Linked DNA regions of Felis catus: region 2 is linked to region 1. Evidence: chromatin contacts called from public Hi-C data. All regions are on one chromosome and are shown on one strand. Each heading gives the region's core, a stretch centred on a gene start, on an enhancer-like site or on the middle of the called end of the contact. The rest is flanking DNA. Distances are from core to core; before and after follow the strand shown. Region 1 holds the start of MEIS1 (homeobox protein Meis1). Region 2 holds the start of LOC109498201.

What was found. A called contact is a pair of places that touch in the nucleus more often than the background predicts.
Region 2: a contact with region 1 is called in a Hi-C map of skin fibroblasts, with 7 times the contacts expected there. The contact joins the promoter of LOC109498201 here to the promoter of MEIS1 in region 1. A contact is called at or near these places in 2 of 3 Hi-C or Micro-C datasets (fibroblasts and skin fibroblasts).

The regions. Positions count from the first base shown.
Region 1 is chrA3:83,864,700-83,872,338 of F.catus_Fca126_mat1.0, forward strand. It overlaps MEIS1 (homeobox protein Meis1), which reads left to right and starts at 2,841. Exons shown (of 12, transcript XM_023251722.2): 1 at 2,841-2,898; 2 at 5,560-5,786; 3 at 7,634-7,639. The coding sequence starts at 2,890.
Region 2 is chrA3:84,006,748-84,014,386 of F.catus_Fca126_mat1.0, forward strand. It overlaps LOC109498201, which reads right to left and starts at 3,658. Exons shown (of 2, transcript XM_045054292.1): 1 at 2,706-3,658; 2 at 553-1,557. The coding sequence starts at 3,658. The coding sequence ends at 2,948.

The DNA of each region.
Region 1 (7,639 bases), core at 1,591-4,090:
TCCCTCGCAGTTCATTTAAGGATCATAAACGTAGATGTACCCATCTCGATGTTTGGCTTGACCCCCCCTCCTTGTGTCCCTCCCCTACAGCCAGCCGCGCCGAAGCCTGGCCTGCTGGACTGCAGTGGTCACACGTCCGCGTGCAGCCGTCGGAAGGCGCAGGTGAGGGCCAAAGCCGCCTGGGGTTCGGAGAGGGCTTGCAGGCTGCCGGCCCAGTTTGGTCCTCCCGGTAATTGGAAAAGGATTGCGTTGCCTGGCCCAGCCAGCGCAGCTTCCCGCGAATTAAACAGAGAAATCGCCTTCCGGAGACCGGGAGGTTCCATCTTGGCCTGAAGTTCGGTTTCCAAGTTCATGTTGGGGCGAGCGGGGTGGGGGTGGGAGTGTCAGGCAAAGGCGTAAAGAAGCTGGTAATTCACCTGGATCCCCTCGGCTTTGACACGCGGCCTGCTTTAACCTCCTGCGTAATGTACCGGGGCGTCGGTACCCAAAAACTTTACCCATGTTTGCGATGGAAAAAAGTTAAAGATCCTAAAGTTGGGGGGGGGGGAGGTGGGGGGAGAAAGGAAGAAAGAAGAGAGATGCAAATGATGCGGATCCTAGGATGTTTTTTAAACAGTCGGAGCTCTTTCAAGGCAAAGTGTATCTGAAGGCTTCGGGTGTATGTGTCAGCCCTTTAGGTGCACACGGGGGGAGTGCGGTGTCGGCGTTGGGGAGGTGTGCGGGAGGCTGGGAAGGTTCAGCTGCTTCGGCTTTATGAAAACTCCACTATTCGGTGGGGGGGGGGGGGGAGACTGGGCGTTGACTCCTGCTAAGTACTAAAGGAATAGACATCGCTCAGCGAGGCTACGTGTGCTGGAGGGAACCTGATTCCAGATATATGTTCTGATGCTTGCCCAGTGTCTCTGGCTTCTTGAAAGCCCACTTAACAAAAACTTGAGTCCTACCTCTCAAACTGATGCAAATTCTCTTTTAGTTTGCGCATTTAGAGTTAGCCTCAATACATTTGAGAGCTCCTAGCCTTGTCCAAACAACCTCTCCAGATACGAGCCCCCTAATCTTTCTCAAAACTCTTTCTCTTATCTACACCCCCCTTTGGGATGAGGGTTCGGTCCGCAGCTGGCGAAGTGGGATGGGGGGTGGGGGCGATGGGAACTAGCGGCCGACGGCTTTGGAGGAGTCAGCCTTTTGGCCACCATCAGGGCGGGAATCGGGACTGGCAGTTTGCATTCCCGGCAGATCGAAGCTCCCTGCTGATCGATTATTTGATAATTGATTTTCCCCGCAGCCAATGCGCGGCCGCCTTGGCAGGAGCGCCCCCTGATTGGCCGAGCCCTCCTCCACGGCTGCCTACCGAGATTTGGGTGAGCTCATTTTCCAGTCGACCGCAGGGGGAGTTTTCTGTGAGGTTTCAGCTGGAGGGAGGAAAAAAAAATCCTGCTCCGAGCCGAGCGAGCTGCGAGCCTTGCTCGAGGATGTGAGGTTTCCAACCCGCTGGTTGAGCTGCTGTGGCTGAGCCATCTCGGCATATAGAGCCGGGCGCGCAGAAAAATAAAAACGAAAATAACACCACTAAATACAATAATAAAAGGCAAGCTTAGAGTGGGAGAATAAGGAGAGGATTTCGTTGCTGTGCTGCTGCTGTTGTTGTTGTTGTTGTTGTCGTTGTTGTTGTTGTTAAGCCAGAGAATAGGTATTTGAAGGGAGAAAGTTAAAATCAGTGGCTGGTTGGAGCCTCTGAGTTGTGGGTAGGGGCAGGTTTTTGTCTGAAATCTCAGCTCCCGAAGTGAATTTCTTTTTCTTTGGCACTGGGAGTTTTCCCTGAGCCGGGTTGGGGACAGGAAAGCGGGGTGGGGAGAAGAAGGGCTGGGGAGGAGAGCGCGGAGCTTCGCGGGGCAAACGAGCTTGGGGCGCAGGGTCCCTCCAGGCCCCGAGCACTGCCGAGGCCGGAGCCCCTCGGCGCTTCGAAGACAAAGGCGGCGCGGCCGGAGCCGGAGCCGAGCGCGCTGACCCTGCTGCGCCGCGCCCTGGGCGCACAGCTGCCTCTCCCAGAGAGGGTCGGAGAAACAGCCTGCTTCCCCGAGTCTCCCTGGCCCGGGCTCCACCCGCGAGGTCTGGGCTGCTCCGAGCCCGCGTCGGGTTTCGTTTTCCGGCGATCATAAATAGCTTCGTGTTTGTAAACAGGCGCTGGGGGCACATTCCCGGCTCTCAGCTCATTGTTCCCTCCTTTCCTCTCCCACTTCGCGCAGGACGCCGGGGCTGGGGCTGGGGGCCTCCGGGGCTAGGAGGTGGAGGGCGGGGGTGTCCAGATCCCAAAGTGAGAAAATGCAAGCATTTCCTTTCCTTGGGCCGGGTGTCCACCTCTGACAGCAACTCTAAGCTGGATCTGCAGAAAGCCCCAGCCTTCTTCACCCCACGTTCTCGGGACTCAGCAGAGCCTTTCCAAGCCTTGCTTCTGCTCAGTCTTCTGTCTCCCCGTTTGACTTTTCTACTTGGGGTGGTCCGTCCTGAGAATCCAATACTTTCTGCATTAGCCCCCTCTGCCCCCGAAAAAACTGGCAGACCCCAATAATTTCGAGGAAAGTCATGAAGTCTGTGCTCAGAGCCCTGTGCAAAATAACTCCTGCTGCTGCCTGCCCGGCGTTTATTCCCAATTTATTTCAAGAGAGTCGGCTTTGGGGAGAGAGTCTGGAGGGGGAGGGAGAGAAAAGAATACGGAAAATAAAGCCTGCGGCCGGGGGCTGCTGCCCGCGTTTGTGCGCGTGTGCCCTGGGTGTGTGTGTGTTTGTGCCTGGGCGTGCGATTTAATGGAGCGTCTCTCTGCCTCTCCAGTGCGGCCAGAGCTCGCTTCGCGCACCCACCCCTGCCGAGGATCCTACTTGCTGCAGCCCAATGCATTGTGTAAGACGCGACCTGTTATGGCCACCACTACTTCCGGGTTCTAGCATTCTGGTCGGAATCCACCTCTCCGCCTGTGCAACACACACTTTACACACGCACGGGGACTGCAAGCGGGCAGCATCGATCGTGGCTCCTTTAAGACAAACTCAGACAGACATTTTTTTTAACCCTCCTCCTCTAATCTCCCTCCAGTGCAGCAGTTGCAAAGAGGGAGAGAGAGAGAGAGAAAGAGAAAGAGAGAGCGAGCGAGAGAAGAGAGAAACTGATTAGGAATTAGGACTGATTCAAGGGAAGCGAGCGCTAGGGCTTTGTGCATTTGAATATTAACATTTGAGGTGTTCTGACCAGAAGAAGACAGAGCGGATGATCATTCATTCACCACGTTGACAACCTCGCCTGTGATTGACAGCCGGAGTGGCAGAAAGCCATGAGATTTGGTAGTTGGGTCTGAGGGGCGCTCTTTTTTTTTTTTTTTTTTTTTTAACTGATTTTTTGGGGGAGAGAAGATCTGCTTTTTTTTTTTTTTTTTTTTTTTTTTTTCTTTTTGCCCCCGCTGCTGTCTTGGAAACGGAGCGCTTTTATGCTCAGTGACTCGGGCGCTTTGCTTCAGGTCCCGTAGACCGAAGATCTGGGACCAGTAGCTCACGTTGCTGGAGACGTTAAGGGATTTTTCGTCGTGCTTTACATTTTTTTTTTTCCGGGGGAGTTTGCTTATTTGTTTCTTTTCACACTGGCCTTAAAGAGGATATATTAGAAGTTGAAGTAGGAAGGGAGCCAGGGAGGCCGATGGCGCAAAGGGTACGTATTAAAAAACAATTGTGGAACTCAAATGTGAGATTAAATTGAAACGTGGCCGAAAGACACTGCTAAAAAGTTTCCTTTTTTCTCTGTATTTTTGAATGAGGCTCCTAAAGCCGTGGCCTAAAGCGAGAGAATTTATTCAGTGCATTTGTAGACTTATGTATGTTACATGTAATTAATTCAAGTAATCAAGTTTTCTATAGAATCCTAACCAGCAGCTATCTAAATAAAAATACAAGCTCAGACAATCATCTGTTTAAAAAACAAAAACAAAAGGCGCTAGATACCTATTAATGCTATAAAGTGAGTAGTTCAGGGAGCAGAAGTTTAAAGCTATTTTTAAAGTAAAATAAACAGCTAGAAACTTCTGATGTGTTACTGCTTATGCTCATCTTTTAATATCATTAGAAGTATTTAGCTTTTTTTAAGCAAATAACTTTGTCATCGTGTAATGGCTTTTGGGGTCGGAAAACATTCATCTTTTAAGAGTGATTTTAATGTGCATGGATTTTTATAAAAGGTAATACTTGGAAAGTTTTTGTTAGAAAAGCCCTTCACTAATTGGATACTAAGCACACAGCGACTCACTTTAAAAATGCAATACTAATTTCCCCAATATTCCTATTTGAATGGAAATGTAGTGAGAGTCAAGTGAGACAATGACAACCCAACTGAGGTAGTTTCTTAAAAGACAGGGGGGTCTACAGAAAGCCTTCCCTGCATAATTTGCGTCCTGGCCCTCAAAGCCCTGTTTGCAAAAGAAAGTTACTAGGCTGACACATTCTTCTTTACTCCTTTGGTTCAGGCAAATGTCAGCGTTCTTCCAAACTATTTTCACACCTCTGGCTTTAAGGACATGAAAGTGGCAGTTCCTCTTTTCTTTGAAAATCATTTCACTCTCCGTGCCTCCAATTCTTGGGAAAAGAACTTGCCTGGAATGAAGCAATGAGGAAAATCTAAATAGCTAAATTTTGCACCCCAAAATAATGACAATCAATATGAAAGCAGTTTTTCTGAAGAAAGAAGATAGGGGTTGTACGTGCATTTGCTTTTGAATTTACTTTACACCTGATGAGTTACATTTGCCTCATTGACTTTTAGTCTGGGGGAAAAGTTCTTAACAGTGGAGAAAGCAGAATAACTGCTCCAACTATAGATTTCCTTTAACTTTGAGGGAAAATTGTCCAATTCTAAATTCAGCTCTAATGAACATGAAAAACTACCTTTCTCTGAGTTTCACTTATGAGAAGGCCAGTTAGTTTTGTGTAATTTAGCAGAGTTTGTCTTGGAAAGCAAAGGAAATGCAGTGTCTTGCAGGACTGCCTTAACCCCACGCTGGCAGAGAAATAAAATGAGAAGCCTGTCTGAATTCATGTGCTTAGCTTAGCTGTTCCCATCGTAACTTTTTTTTTTTTTTTTTTTTTAATTCCCCCTGATGGGAAGGGGCTGTGAAACTAGGCGGGTTTGCTGCACTGTCCTGGCACGTTTTATTATTGTGATTTTGAATTTCCTCCTCTAGAGACATGCACGTTTTACCTTCCGCCCTCTGGGAAAATGCCTCCCTTTCTTTCCTTCTTTCTTCCCTCCTTCCTTGCCAAAGGATCCTGAATTTCTGAACTAGTTGATAGGGACACAAGTTAGGGCAAGACCATTCATCTCAGCTGAGACTCAGAGAATCCTAGGATTTTTACTTTAGAAATTATTTTTAAAATAAAAACCCTCAACTTGAGAGATGCAAGGCCACTGAATTCTGGGTTGAAGGATCCAGCTGGACTGACATTATATAAGCTCCATGCCCTGCCGGTTCCCCATTTGCCGGCCTGGCCTTCTCAACCTTGTTTTCTCCTGTTTGTCATGCAGTACGACGATTTACCCCATTACGGGGGCATGGATGGAGTAGGCATCCCCTCCACGATGTATGGGGACCCGCATGCGGCCAGGTCCATGCAGCCGGTCCACCACCTGAACCACGGGCCTCCTCTGCACTCGCATCAGTACCCGCACACAGCTCACACCAACGCCATGGCCCCCAGCATGGGTTCCTCCGTCAATGACGCTTTAAAGAGAGATAAAGATGCCATTTATGGGTAGGTACGACGGGCAGCAGGTTAAGTGGTAGAGACGCGATGTTTCCTCTGTTTCCCTGTGCCTTTGGTAAAAGGAAAGCCAGAGCTCTGTGGATTGGAGGTACGTTATTCGGTAACTTTTCATTCGCATTGCATGGAGGATTTGGGAAGGCGGCCTGCCGTCCCGGACGCCCCCCATCTCCACACACGCTCCGAGCTGGCCCAGCGTCCAGCTCTGCCGAGGCCGTGCCGGCGAAGGGGTCGCCCTGCAGGAGGAGTTGCCAAAGGTCCTTCGTCCCCTCTCACACCCTGGTTCTGTAGTTCAGCGGGTTGGAGTCCTCGCTTGCTGGGCTTCGCTGGGAGAGCGTTGGGGATTTCTAAATGTAGGCGCCTTTGTGTTGGAACGAAACTTTTAGTTTAAGGGAAAATCTTTTAAGCCACTGATTGTTCTGACTTGCTAAGTTTACTCAGCAACCTTATGCTGGCTCGGCCGCCGCACAATAAAAATCAAGGGAGGACAGTTGCAGGTCAGGCAAGGGGGAACATGCTTTGCATTTAGGGAGTTTGACCACCGTAGGCAAGGAGAGAGCTCGCTCTGAATTGTTATAGACATCAAGAAACTTCTAGCCGGTTTAGTACTTTGTGTTCAAAGGCGAAGCCTGAAGGATCTGGAAGTAGGTGTGGGGTGCTGTCAGGCCAATGTGGTTTTCAGACTGTGGTTTACACCGTATTCTCCCAGGCCAGTCGATTAGACCCTGGGCTGGTAAAATCTTTCCAAAGTCACTTGTGCCTACTGTGTGCTCATGAATTTGGGGACCTCTTTTTACTTTGCAGCAACTTTTATTTCTATTGATGTCTTCTTTTGAAAATATCCGGCAACCCCGACCCTCCCCAGCTGCGAACCCTTTCTGCTTTATCTCCTGGTCCCTTGTGCGATGGGCCGGTTTAAATCCCAGCGTTCTCTCCGCAGCGTTAACTGCAAATGGCTTAGGCTCCAGGACAGAACATTTGGGGAAGCTTTGAAAAGGACCCCAAACTGTTAAATTTCCGGCTGGGCTGTGAGAGCTAATAAAAGACTTGAGACACCTCCTTGAGCATTAGGAGAAGCTTTTTTTTTTTTTTTTTTTTCTTTTATGGGTTGAGATAAGCGACATCTAGGCCCCTGGAAATACTAGCTGCTTTGCCATTCCGTAGAGACAAAAATGAAAGGCTTTACCGCAGGGACATTTGAAGGAACTTTCCTTTTGCGGGGAGTGGGGGCCATTGACTAAGGGAGAGACATGTGCAGGGAGCTGTGGAGGAGGCTTCCTGCTCTCCGAGGGCCGCGGGGTCCGGGATCGGTAGGCGCAGCCCGCTGACAGTCGGCCCGCAGCCACAGAGGTCCCTTCCCCAAGTTAGCTGAGCGCCTGCCACCGAGGTCCCCCGAGTCTTGGGCTCCGCGAGGCTGCCTTGGAGGAACCCACTTGCACGAGCCTTCCCGACCCCTGCGCCCAGCGCCTTTCTCCTCCACTAGGTCCTAGATGTGCAGCGGAGGGACGAGGGCTTGTCGGGGTGGGAAACTTAATTCAAAATGGCTGCTGGAACCGCTTGGGTTTTATTCTTAGCAAATGTTACCAATTTCTCCGGCCAGATAGGCTGAACCGACCCTCAGATAAGGTCCCTGGCTTAGGGCCTCCGGTTTCGGAGGCCTAGGAGGAAGGGGAGGCGAGCAGTCACCTGGGGGCGGGGAGGGGGGAGGAAAAAAGTAGATGACAAAATCAGAGAGAGGGTCCCTGCCTCGAGCTCCTCTGGCTGTTTTTCTTGGGCGCCTTTTTCACTGACTCCGGACTAACCATTGTGTTGTTTGTGACTGTTGTATTTTCTTGCAGACACCC
Region 2 (7,639 bases), core at 2,408-4,907, 140 kb after region 1:
GAATGGCTTATAATTTTATTTAAATAAAATCGCTGCTATAAAAAGTGCTTCCCAAAGCTAAGGAAAATATACAAATATTTTAATTAAGGCAATTTCTCTGTAAAAAAAAAAAAAATCATCCTTTTAGGAGTGATTGCTTTGTAAACAAAGGATGGGTCAGAGGAGAGAGCCTTAAACTCAAGGCTGACGTTCAGGCCCATGTCACCCTATAAACCCGCCCCGAACAATTCTATTTTCTATTTGAAAAGAGAAACCAGCTGTGGGTTGGGTTTACTAGGTGACGTGTGATTGACTGACTCACCTGCTGGAGCAGCCCCGCGCATTCTCACCTTTTGTTTATTGGGCCTTGTTTCTAAACACGTGGATGCGCAGACCGAGAGAAGCTCCACCACCAGCAGCAGCAGCAGCCGCCTTCGCGCGCAGCGCCCTCCGCCCCACCCCGCCCCCACCCCATGTGTGGGATTGTTTAAATTTCTTATTTGGACCCAGTGGCAATTCTTCGGCGACATAAATACTCCATATTTAGTGAAATAATTCTCTTTTGAGAGCTGGTTAGTGGCGGTGAACAACCATTTATTTACTTTAAAAATTAATAATAAACTTTATAAACTACCCATCCATTTGCCCCTCCTCCCCAGTACAAGCTTGGGTGAGTAGGTTATTTTCAGCCTTTCTTCTCGACGGTGCTCTCGCTGGTTGGGGGAGGGAAAGAAAGGGGAGGAGGGAGGGAGACAGAGAGGGAGAGAGAGAGAGATGGGAAGGGGGGAGTGGAGAGAGGCGGGCACTAGGAGAAGGAGTAGGGTACCAGTGAAGAAGAATCAGGGAATATGGAGACTATGAAGAATCACGACCATTAGTGTCCAGTGAATTAGAAAAAATAAAACAAACTGTGTTCTTTCCCTGTGTTCCCTGCTCTGTGTGGCGGTTTTGTGAGGGCCTTGCTCTCCGCAGATCCTTTCTCCCCTTGCCTGGACACCCCCACTCCCCCTTAATGCGATTTTAGCTTTCCTCTTGTAAATTTCAGAGCCAGCTCGGAGGTTATGGAGGACACTTATCTGAAAGAAAGAAAGAATAGAGGTGCTGAGGGTGTTTTTGATGTTTCTTAAAAGGCAAAAACAAAACGCCCTCTTCTAAACAAGGGCACACAATTGTACCTGCTTTTTATTTTTATTGGGGGGGGGGGGTGCTGGTTGAATGAGACTTTTTAGTATGATTTAAATATTTTTTTAAAGAAAACTAAAAATATTTTGCCCTATCATATTTAATCAGCTGTAATTATAACACATTCGAAATGAATAATATGCCTTGACAGTATTTTTATTGTTATTGTTCATTGCATGATGTTCGGCTGCTTTAGAAGCACAGGAAAGAGAAGTAAACGCGCTACAAATGGGGAATTACCCTCGTTTAGCATTAAAATTCATTTAGATAAAATTGCCACAAACATTTAAATGGGAAGATTAGTTCCCCCTCACGCCTTATTGCACTCGCTCAATGGTTCCGTTAAGAACATTTTACACGTTGGAAATTCCGTCTTCTCAGACGGCTTGCTGTTTCCTAGTTACCCACATTCAAAGCAAAGGCAGCAGCAAAGGCAGCAGCAAAGGCGGCGGCGGCGGCGGCGGCGGCGGCGGCGGCAGCAGCAGAGAGAGAGAGAGAGAGAGAGAGAGAAAAGTTTTGGCAACTGGTCTGCAATTCATCCGCTGCCGGCCCCAGCCTCCCCTCCGCCCACGGCAGTCCGCCCCCCACCCAGCACCTTTCCCCACCCCACTTCTTCTCTCCCCATTAAGTAATTTGCCGAGTCCCGTCCCCCGGAAAACCAGTTGCTTAGGGGTGTAGTATTTGAATGTGATGTTAAAATACAAAGACATTTGTATGTCTCCCTTCTCTCGCTTCTGCTCTGAGTTGAGGCTTCCGTTTGAAAGTGCTGAGTTTCTAACGTCGCCTACTCTGAGGCCCCAAGGCACGTTTTGGGGCTTTCCTTCCTCCCAGGACATTTCCAGGAAATGCACCACTGTTTCTTGCTTGTGTTAGAAACGTGTGAAAGAATTAGTCTGAAAAGTCTTTGCAACGTCTAGTTTCTCCCTCTCCTTTTCTTCTCTCTCTCTTCGTCTCTCTCCCTCCCCTTCCCTCCTCCCTCCCACTCCCCCTCCCTCCCCTCGCAGAGCCGCAGGAAAAGAAGAATGTCGGCTTCGACTGCCATCTTTTGGGGATTTGGAAAAACGACTCGGTAGGAAACGGAGGGAGGCGGAGGCGCGGGGGGTGGGGGGAACCCCCTTATTATCCTGTGTCGGAACTGGCTCCCTTAATCTGATGCTTAAATATTTGATGTGGAAAAATTACCCATAAAATTAGTTACTAACAATTTCAAATTGAAATCACTTATCGAATTATAAACGCATTAAAGCTGTATGGATGGTATTAGGAGTTCCTCGGGAGGCAGCGGGTGTCTCCTTGCAGTGCGCCCGGCCGGCGAGTTTCGCCCCGGGGAGAGGCACCCCCGCGGAGCCCGGGGAGGACTGCGGGCAGGCCGGCGCGGGGCTCGGGCGCGGGGTCCGGGCCTGGGGGACCTCGCCTGCGGGACCTAGAGCGCGGCCAGGCCTGGACTGCGGCTCCGGCGAGCTGGGCTGGCGGCGGGGGGGCGGGGAGGAGGGAGGGGAAGGAGCGGCGGTGGGAGGCTCCGACCCCAGGGCACAGGCGCCTACCAGAAAACTTCGTAGTCAACTCGAAAGCTTCTGAAAAGGAAAAACGCGAGCCCAACCCGGCCCCTCCCGCGCGCGTCTCCCACGCGGCACGCAGATTTTGCGCTCCGGATCGGTTGCTGTGTGCAGCGCCCCCCCAAGTCTGCATGTCAGGGCGGGAGGCGAGACGCCGGTGGCCCGCTGCTGGGCAGACCTCCGCGCGAGAAACTCCAGCGGGCCGCCGCGGAAGCGGCCAGGAGTCCAGATTAGAACGCCGTGGCCCTCTGCGTCCTACAGTGCACAGGGTCCTGGCCTGGACCGCGTGCTTGTGAGGACGGGTCTTTGCTCAGAGCCCAGGGCACTTTGGGGGTTGGGGGGGGGGGCGGCTCCGGCACCTCCAGTAGCTTCCTATATCCTCCCCACCGCAACAAGAAAGTCAAGTGTAAGGGGACTGCTGACTTCGTCCCTGGAGACGAGGCGACCCCGGGTCTCCGCAGAAGGTTGTGGAAAGATATCTCCTGGGGCGCTTTGGGCCCCCTTCCCTTGGAACCGCTCGGGTGTGCTTTGTGGTGGACTAGAGAGGCTTCTTGATGGATTCTGTTCCCGAGCCCCTGCGCGGCTCTGGGAGCGCGGCTCCGAGAGCTTGGGGCTCGGAGGGCACTTGGGACCCGGGCAGCGACCGCCAGGCGGGTCGTGAGTGCCAGGGTCGGGGCCCGCAGCAAGGGGGCTTGGGCTGCACCCCGACGCCTTAGGCAGGAACTCCTCGGGAAAGCTTTAAAGTCTCTGCAAACTTTCCCTTCCATTTTAGGATCCCAGCAGGCCCTTGGCCCATGTGAACGCACTAAAAACATGACTTGATTCAAGCTCCGGGGTGGGAGCTTGAACGCCGGGTGGAGTGGCATGGAACTGGGTAGTGATGTGCCCCGCTTGGCCTGGCTGGCATTTCCCCCTCGTCTCACGCCCCTCTCCCGTGCCATCCCGCACCCACTTGACTGTTAGAAGGTCCGCTGCGTTCAGGGTGGCCAGGTGCAGTTTACAGGAGGTTGGGAATCCCAGAGCCGAGGAAAGAGTGGCGAGGGAGAAACAGCGGGAGATCGCCTTTCAAGGGAGGCGGCTGCTGGCGGGGAGCGGCGAGAGTGAGTGAGTGAGTGTGTGTGTGTGTGTGTGTGTGTGTGTGTGTGTGTGTGTGTGTGTCACTTTTTGGCCCAATCTGCCCGCCAACGCGTCTGTAACATTCTCTCCCAAGGCGGAGCTGAAAGGAAAAACAAACAACATATTGAGCAATCAGTTCGCCAACATTTGAGGTTCTAAGAGTTTTTGCCCTAAAAACGAGTACCCCGGGGTCTTGGCGGGGAGATGAAGGACGTTTAGGGTCTCGGTTCTCGCGGGCCGCGCCCCGAAGTGGCCCCTCCGCGCGCTGCCCCCTGCCAGCCAGGCGCTCTCAGCCCACTGTGGGGGAAAGCCAGGCGGTGAAGCCCTGGAGAAAAGGGATTTAGTTTTAAGCCAGTCTCCCATCGATCGAGTCGGTAATTTCTACCCCTACCCACTCGCAGACACACTCACCTCTACCCTAAAGCATTAAGTTCATTACGCGAGCAATGATCTTAATCTCCAGGCGGAAAACGAGTCCCGGGACCTCGCCGATTCGGGAAGCAGTGAATAAAGTCACCTGTTCACGCAGCAGCGCTGGCGGCTCGTCGGGGCGGGGGCCTCGAGTGGCAAGCAAGGCAAGCTGCGCAGGGGTTCCTCACTCCGCGCTTGGGCGTGCCCGGCAGGGGTCAGGAACCCTGTGTCTGCTTTCTTCGGGTTGGCGACCTTCTCGAAGGGTGGGATTGCGCTCGCAAGCTTTCCTCCACCCCTTCCTTATTCTTTTCATCTTGGGCCCCCTCACACCTCTGCGCTCCCTTTCTCCTCCCTTGCCCCAAAGTGGCGAGCTCCCCTTCTTCACGGAAGGTCCCGAGGCTGTCACCCCCATCCCACCACTACTCCCCGCAGCCCTCAGGTCCCCAAACTGCAGTCCTCCGCTCTTCCGCGCCCGCTTCCTTCACCCACCAACTTGGACATGGGTGGGTGGGGAACGCTCAGCGAGGCCCTCTTGAAGTCACTTGCTGAGGGTACCCTGGGGCTTTGAACAACCAGATTCCTCGATCTAGGGGAGATCCCTGCGTCCATTGATAATTCCAATTCAAAGAAACCCTACGAAGCTCAAAGCTGCAAACACCCCTAGCAGACGCCGGCTCCCCATCGACCCCCACCGCGCCCCCGCCACCTTTGCTTTGAGCAGCGTCTGGCACCGCAGGGAGATGGAGGCGAGCCACGCGCCCCGTCCTTGCTGGCCGGCCCACGAGGCGCCAGCTTGTTGTGGAGACTCAGTTTCCACTGGACAGTCGTGAAAGCGGGGAAAACACAATGCAGTGGCTATGTAAACCCACGTTCCCGCACTGCTAACCCGACCCCAATCTGATTTCCAAGAGGTGCATTTTCAGGTAGTCCTAAACTGTGAACAGCGAGCTTTGTGTGTTATCTAATGGGGGTGGGGATGGGAGAGAAGGAGACTCCCACCGCCCGCTCCAGGCTTTAATGTCTGAAATAACGAAAAGCCTGTGTGGCAGCTGCTGCTGGAGCCAAAACTAACTCTTTGGAAGACGGAAAAGAGTGAAAGGCAAAGAAAGACTGTTCATTTTTTTTCCTTTGGTGCCGTTTGGGATGTCATCTGTTTCCTTGGCGACTGTGTTCAGCCCCCGGAGCCCCTGGGCTCCTGGATTGTTAGGGGGGAAAAAGCATGCTATTTCTGCACCGTCATTTATCACTGTCAGCGCATAATGATTCCCCTTGCAGCCCCTTATTGATGTTTGTAATTGCATTATCTCATAAAGGAGGATGATCAATGAAACCGAGCCGTGCATTCTGGGGTCAGAGGAAGCCAAAGTACTGTTTGTCCCCTTTAATACAACAAGTACTCATTATCTTTAGGTCTGCATTCAAAAAATGATCTGATCTGGGGCTGACCCTGTCGGACATCCCAACACTTTTTAAAACGCGGTTTGTGTAACCTTTTGCTTAAATGCTAAATCAAGTACCTGTCTTGCATTTCAACGAAACAAGATGCTAAAACTGAGTGGGAAAAGCGTTTCTTCCTTTCTTTTTCTTCCTTTCCTTTCCTTTCCTTTCCTTTCTTTCTTTCTTTTTTTTTCTTTCTGGGAGGGGTGCGATCATCTGTAGCCTCACGCGATTTTACACTGCAACTGCTTAGTGATATAATGTAGAAAAAGTAGCGCCCAACCGCAAGGGACCCAACTCATCTAATGCATAAAAAATTGGGGGATGCGTGGGTAAAAAGGTATCTGGGAGCATTTAACAAGGTCGGTACTAAAAGATCAGAATAAAACCACATCCGGTTTAATTAATAAGAGCTATAAACTGAGATAATTCCCCATGATTCTGCCCTTGCTTCTCTCTTTTACAGAGTCATATCTCCTCGGTTTAGATAAATGACTTTTGTGCCTGTTCGATTCTCACAACAACAATAACTAAATCAGTTGCACATTCTGTATCTAAAACCGTCTACAAACTCCAGCAAATAAAAAGAAGTTCATTTGTCTATTAAGGGAAGTATTTAGTTGAGCAGAAGTGTCCCAGTAACATTGAATGGAGTTCATGTAATCCCATGAAAATCAAGTCATCTTGTTGCACAGAAGTAAGTGGAAAAAATACAAAGGAGGAAAGGTCCAAGTGTAATTTTAAACTAAATGCATTATTGGACTGTCACAGTGAAAACGTGATGTGTGGCTGGGATGGAGGGAGTGGACACCAACTTAGTTCACCTTTAACTTAAAGATTTTAGAAAGGAAACAAGTATCCCAGGTTTGGCTATCATTTTAATTTGTGGAGAGAGGAGAAATGGAGATAATTCTGGTTCATCACTTTGATAAATTAGGGAATAACTCCTTCAAAGATAAAATTAAAGGAAGAGCTTATTTTAAATGTTGCAAGGCGGTATTACCAAAAAGAAAAGTTCCCAGTCTTTTGAAGATGAATTCTCCTTATGTCAATAACTACCAAGAAAAGAAAGAAAGAAAAAGGAAAGAAGGGAGGAAAGAAAAGCCTAAATCCATGTGTTTATTTTAAAAGTTCTACAAATAATTTTTAAATCAGCAGTATAAATCAACGTTTTAAATAAAAAGGTCTGAGTGAAAAGCCTTCACCATATGAGAAAATGAATAGCTGAATAAAATAGAGTGTTCCTATAATTTGACACCTTGACCTAAAAACTTAAATCGAATGATAACAGCAAGAAAAGGCTGAAATATTCCCACTTGGAAAGAGAACTTTAATGATAAAGCTAAGAGTATTTTCAACTGTGTGAAACTATCACTTAATTTTTCTCTAGAAGGCAAGTTCTTCTAAAAAGTATTATTTTCCAGGAATTCTGTCAAATCACTTTGAAATAATATATGTTTTGTATTATTTAAATATTCTGGCACTTTCCTTCTTTGAAAGTGCTCAGAGTGAAATGGATATGCAGCGGCACATATATTTAATATAAATGGTATCTTGTTGTTAACATAAAATATTAAAGGGAAAATAAAACTTTGGGCTTTGTCAGTTGAGATAGAATTTTTTAGCATAATACCCCTTTTCAGAAGACACAAATGAAATTCCTTGATTTTAACCAATCAACACAAGTCTTTCTCTTATTTGGTTGGGGATCTGGCATCCTGTACGTTTTCTATTTTTAATATTTAGTGTTATAGCCCACGGTTAAAATAATGAAAAATTAGTCTCGTTTCAGAAATTATTTATTTATGGAACGAACATGATTAAAACATAAACACACACACAAACTGCAGCTGCAACAGGAAAAAAAACCTGATTTACGGTTATTAAATCTTTGATCGCCATGTTAATGTTTCTTTTTCTACCTTTCATTTGCATTTTAATCTATCGAATCTTTACAA